2 separate regions of the Gossypium arboreum genome follow, and region 1 is linked to region 2. A link is a contact called in public Hi-C data. All regions are on one chromosome and are shown on one strand. The core of a region is the stretch at or near the end of the contact, and the rest is flanking DNA. Distances in the headings are between cores, read along the strand shown. Region 1 holds the start of LOC108473009. Region 2 holds the start of LOC108486613 (small RNA degrading nuclease 3).

Region 1 (3,107 bases), core at 154-2,653, 510 kb after region 2:
TAGGGGAAAGTGTCTCATTCTCAATGTCGAGAGCAAAGCTCTGTCCTAGTTCTGATTCATCAACCGAAGGAATAGCTTGACAAGTCATTTCTCTCTCGCAACAAGCAATACTTCCTTCGCCATTGTTGACAGATAAAAATGAACAACTTGGGACGGCACCACTGCACTCTGTGATCCTCTTCACATCCTTTATCCTTGATGGCTCTGTAAACTCAACCAGATCCATGGATCGCAGAAAACTTGCACGTCGCTCCTTCACACTTTGCAGCTCATTAAACCAAATTTCATACTCTAATCCATGTTTCGCAACAAGTGATTCTTCAACCAACAAGCAATCCAAGGAATCAAAGAACACATCATTTTCTCCCTCATAAGAGCTCAGCATGTCTTAAGAGTTAAGACCAATGTTCCACATGAAAACCAGCTCTATGCAACTCAACGACTTTCCTAGAACCCCCTTTAATACCTTTCAAAGCCCCCAATTCACGGACCGATTTTTACTCTGTTGATTATGTAAAATAATGGGATTGGAACCCAGCAATTCAACATATGAATATACAATTCTAAAAACATGGATAGATACGAGGAACCAACTTCTGGTCCAGCAGACCACCAATAAGGATCCCAATACAAAATTATAACATTAAAAAAAGGATATGATGCCCGGACCCGGAAATGCTTGCAATAATCAATTAGTTAAAAAAAAAAATCCAAGACGAAAACTTGAATGTACCTTGGGTTCAATGCAAAGCAAACAACACAATTCAAAAACCATCACCGACTTCCCTGTGATCGTGGGTTGCTCAACACTTTAGTAGTCAATTTTGACGTAGTTTAAAATTTATCCCCTGCAACTCTTACTTTACGGTAATAAAAAGAGGGTATCAACTATCAAGTGTAAACATAAAGAGAGAAACTGGCGGTTGAAGAAAAGGTGAAACAAAAAGAACATCGAATCAAATATAATCCAGGAACGAAAACCAAATGGCTTATCGAGATATGGGTTGGACACGCACGAGGAACAAGAACAAAGCGGCGCTGCCCCGGGAAACAAGAAGCTACACTTGTGGTTTCTGCAACTAATTCTTTCTCTTAGCTTTTTTGTTGGTAACAATGGCGAGATGGTTATGAAGAAATACTGGGGCATGAATAAGAATAGTGATAATAATAGCTCTAAATCATTCTTAGTACCCGACAAAGCAAAATTTAAAGAGGAAAAAAAGAGAAGAAAAACTCAGACAACTCAGCTTTTTCAGTGTTGACAAGAAGGGAGCTGTGAAAAGGAGGTAGCATCTCAGAGATTATTGGTGCAAAATGTTAATAGTTAACAAAGTTAATAACCATTAAAGCTACCATAGTTGGTTTTTTATGTGATCACATTTTGAAAATTTGTAACAGGTTACTGAGGGGGCGTTACATGGTTGATTGCACCCGGTGTAAGACACCAACAAAGGCTAGGGTCAACATCACTATAGCTGGTTACTTTCATAGGAAAGGGTCAACACCAATAACAGTCTAGTGTCTAAACTAAGGTAGCAAAAAAAAAGGAAAGAATGAACCTGAAATGGTTAAACATATAGGGTGGTTGCTTTTCTGCAAAATAACAAGAACACACACAGATTATGCTCTGTGTGTGTGTTTTTTTTAAGAAAATACTGTATTTAAAAAATAATTAGAAATTTAACCCCTTTCAATATTTTAAAAATATACCTATTTTATAGAAAAATAAAAAAATTTGTTGACTTCTTGAAAATGCATTCTGCAAAACACTTTTATTTAATAACTTGAGAGATTAACTATTATTTTTCAAATACGTATACAAAACATATTTTCTATTTCTATCTTTAAAATCAATCAATTTCTTTAAATAAAATTGAGCCTATTTTCCATTATCTTCAAAAATCGACTAATTTACTCTATCAAAATTATTTTATCTTTAAAATCAATCAATTTCTTTAAATAAAATTGAGCCTATTTTCCATTATCTTCAAAAATCGACTAATTTACTCTATCAAAAATTATTTTGGGTCTCCTTTTAGAGTCAGATTCCGGGTTTTGGGGGTTTTTGTTGGAGAATAGTCTAAAAGAAGATAATGGGTTTTTTACCCCAATATTATAAAAAAAAAATTTATACACCAAAATAGGTTGTCAGTCAGATTAATTACGAAAATGGTATACTTTTTGAGGTTGTGCCTACTGCAGGCACAACCTATTATTTATTATTATTATTTTTTGTTTTAAAAATTATTATTATATTATTTTTAATATTTATATTAATATATGGATAAAAATATGAGTTTTATACGGATAAAAATACTTGAAACAATCGAGCACATCGGTAAGCACGACTAGTCGTGCCTAACAGAGGCACAACACCTACACATTTCCTTTTCTTTCTTTGCATTTTACAAAAATTGGTCTTATATCACTTTTGGTCCCTCTACTAGGCCTAAAATTAAAATTTAATCTTTATACTTGAATTTCTACAATAATATTTGGTCCTATTTTTATAATTTTTTCCAAATAATTAATATTGTTAATTACTCTGTTAAAGTTTTTAACGTGTTTTTTAAACAAAATATTAGTTTAACAAAATAATGATATGTTAAGTTTGTAATAAGTTTTAAATAATAAAATTTCTAACAAAATGTATTCCAACTTAACATATCATTGTTTTGTTAAACTAATATTTTGTTTAAAAAACACGCCAAAATTTTATCGAGTAATTAACAAAAATTTTAATACAATTTTGTTAGAAATTTTATTATTTAAAACTTATTCAACTTAACATATCATTGTTTTGTTAAACTAATCAAAAATTTTATAGAGTAATTAACAAAATTTTAATACAAGTTTGTTAGAAATTTTATTATTTAAAACTTATTCTAACTTAACATATCATTATTTTGTTAAACTAATTTTTATTTAAAAAACACGTCAAAAATTTTATCGAGTAATTAACAATATTAATTATTTGGAAAAAATTATAAAAATAGAACCAAATATTATTGTAGAAATTCAAGTATAAAGATTGAATTTTAATTTTAGGCCTAGTAGAGGACCAAAATGATATAAGATCAATTTTTGTAAAATGCAAAGAAAGAAAA
Region 2 (3,187 bases), core at 42-2,541:
AAACCATTGTTCCGATTAGGGTTTAAATCGGGCTGTTACAACTTGGCCGTGCGACCTCAATTTAGTGCGACCTCAATTTAGTTGATGAAGTCATAAACAGAGAGTTACACGGGCTGAGGACATGGGCGTGTCCCAAGCCACACAGGCGTATGAGACCACACGGCCTACCCACACGGGCGTGTGACCCTCCAAAATAGGAAAAAAAATTTAGTATTGTATAAGTTCCGAGAGTTCTCAGTTTAGTCCCGAACCACACCCAATATATATTTTGGGCCTCGACGGCCATATAAGGGACGATATGCATGTGAATGAAAAGTTTTAAATTTGGGAAAAATTTTATGGCTTGAAAAGTTTTAAATTTGGGAAAAATTTTATGGCTCGGCTTTGTATGATTGTGTGAGTTTATGTTCAGTAACGCCTTGTACCCTGTTCTGGCGTCGAATACGGGTAAGGGGTGTTACAATTATTATCCAATATTACTAATGAGTAAACCTCTAGCAACAAGATAAAAAACGAATTTTTCCTTCTATGAAATGAAATTCAAATTTGGAGAAACAAATAAAATGAATTTTATATTTCTCTATTGCATATGTATATATAATTTAAATAGAGAAAAAGTAGAATAGAAATATAGAGTTTTGCATCTTTCTATCTCGAAAATTCTATTTTTACTAATAGTTTCTAGTCTTGGATCGAATTCTAATGAATCGAATCTTTTGACAATTTGTAAACATTATTAGTGCTATATGTCTCAAATTCATAGTGCCACATATCCCAAACTTAACTATATTACAAAAAGACATTGAAATAATGAATGTAAAAATATTTAAGTATCAAGTTGAAAAAAGTATAAATATTAGATTCGGAAGAAGTTGTTAAATTCAAGGGTCAAATAAGTATTTAAGCCAAAAAAATTTGAGCTAAATGGTAAGTTCAGCCCATATTAAGATGGTCACCCAATTATTTGTAATTTTTTTTTCATTTAATTAAAAAAAGTGAAATGTTACGTAATGATTACCTAACTATTCAATTCTATCATCGGTTAGTTAATGTAAAAATGAAAACACCAAAATATTTAAGATAGTTGGGTGTCCAAAAAAGACAAAATTGAATAGTTGTGTGAGACCATTTTATAACATTTCATAGTTGGGTGATTAAAAAAATTTACTAATAGTTAAATGACCATTTTATAACTTTCTAAAGTTGAGCGACAAAAGAGAAAAAAAAATTGCTGGGTGACTATAATGAAATTTACCCAAAAAAAAAAAAAAAAAATTAGTCTCAATTAAAAAGGTTAAAAGAAAACAAATAAAGTTAAACTAATCGTTTAGCAGTTTCTAACCCTAAAGAAACAGCTTTTGACTGTCGTTCCAGATTTTGGCGGTGGTGGTCGCAGGATTATTGCTAGGTTGTAGTAGATTGCCCAAAGAGATTGAATTTAGGGACCATATTTGATATTTAACCGTCTAACTTGTTCCTTCTTTATTGTTCAATTTCGTCCGGCTCGGTTTGACTGAAGAATCCAGAAACCCTAACCCCAATAGCTGATAGCTTGCGCCTCCTTCAATCTCTCCCCTTGAATTCCTAATGGACAGGAAGCTTGAAACTGCCGAGAAAAAGGTAAGGCACTTTGATATATTTATATGTTAATTTCCAAAGTACTTATTTTTTAAAATAGAATGTTACATGTTCACTAAATTCAGTTTTCATTCCTTTAAAGTCTAATGCTTTATGCTGAAAATGTACAGGTTCTTGTTGAAATCGTGAAGTTGGTTCAAAAGCGAGGACTGGAAGGAACACAAGGAGGATGGAAGGAGTTTTTGAAAACTTATGACAAAAAGTTTGGTGCTTCTTTGAGTGATCCTTCGAAGCGGTCCAATGATGTCTTAGTATCGTTTCTTAAGACATTTACTAAAGATGATGATTTGGAAGTATATTCCTGATCGCTCTTTGTTTTCAATAACAGTATCTTGTTTAATAATCTGGGTTCGAGGATGTGACTGTTATGTTTGTTTGTTTCTATCGCTTGTTTGCAGCTTTTCTCTAGAGTTTTGCAAAGTCATTTAAATAGGAACAGAGTTGAACAATTTAGCAAACAATCTCGGGACAATGAAACCCCTAAGCAGGTATACTAGCATTTTTCTGAGGCAATACATATCGCAAGTAGCTCCGTAGTACCATTTTGTGATTGGTCTTGTTAACTGGTTCTGGTGGCAGTGTAGAGTCTTGTTCGTTTAACTCTGGAACACCCACAATATCTGGTTGATTATGCATTCCCTGTAGTTGATGAGGTTTGTCGATCCTATCTCTTTTAGATTTTTACTTTCATCTCATTTATGCTTCTATCCATCCTCCTGAATCCTTATTAGTTATATATGCAGGGATGGATTGTTATCAAGCCCCCTAAAAAATCCCGGGCGCTGAAGTCCAATGCGATGATTGCTGTTGATTGTGAAATGGTTCTCTGTGATGATGGAACTGAAGCATTAGTGAGAGTTTGTGCTGTAGATCGTGATTTACAGGTATCAAGTGGATTTTTGTAATAGAGTTAAGAAAAAGGACCTATGACTCTACAGCATCTTAATATTAACTAGTTTCCAAAATACCACCTCATATGAATGCAAAACTTGCTGTGGGTTCTCCTAAATGTTTCTAATTTGGTAATTTTACCCTCACGTTAGTTGAGTTCAAGGGCAATTAATTGTTAATTATCATTATCTATCTTGTGCTAGGTAAAAAGGAACTCTTTTTTTTCAGGTCAAAATCAATGAACTTATAAAACCAAACAAAGCAGTGGCTGATTATCGGACTGAGATTACTGGAGTAGCTGCAGGGGACTTGGATGGTGTTACTTGTTCAGTAGCTGACATACAGGTATGCAATGGCTCTAATCTTATTGTTTCTTGGATCTCCTTCAATGTTGTTTATCTGAGCAATGGAAAATTTCTCACAGAAATCCCTGAAGAAGCTGTTATCTAATGGAACTATTTTAGTGGGACATGGTTTGCACAATGATTTGCAAGGTACGTTGCATAATGGCTAAAAGTTATAATTTCATTTTATGGTAGAATCAACTGCCTATAAGACTTGGGTACTTTTTCCATATGGTGGTTTGAGCTATCATTTGCTTTCTTAACATTGAATTGTTATTATATTTTGGATACAGTGTTAAAGATATACCATGCAA

What was found. A called contact is a pair of places that touch in the nucleus more often than the background predicts.
Region 1: a contact with region 2 is called in a Hi-C map of leaf, with 4 times the contacts expected there. The contact joins the promoter of LOC108473009 here to the promoter of LOC108486613 in region 2. A contact is called at or near these places in 2 of 5 Hi-C or Micro-C datasets (both in leaf).

The regions. Positions count from the first base shown.
Region 1 is chr11:90,675,954-90,679,060 of ASM2569848v2, forward strand. LOC108473009 reads right to left here and starts at 1,404. Exons shown (of 8, transcript XM_053022304.1): 1 at 734-1,404; 2 at 1-502. The coding sequence starts at 385.
Region 2 is chr11:90,165,790-90,168,976 of ASM2569848v2, forward strand. It overlaps LOC108486613 (small RNA degrading nuclease 3), which reads left to right and starts at 1,292. Exons shown (of 12, transcript XM_017790752.2): 1 at 1,292-1,620; 2 at 1,749-1,931; 3 at 2,037-2,126; 4 at 2,223-2,291; 5 at 2,382-2,522; 6 at 2,758-2,874; 7 at 2,954-3,023; 8 at 3,167-3,187. The coding sequence starts at 1,588.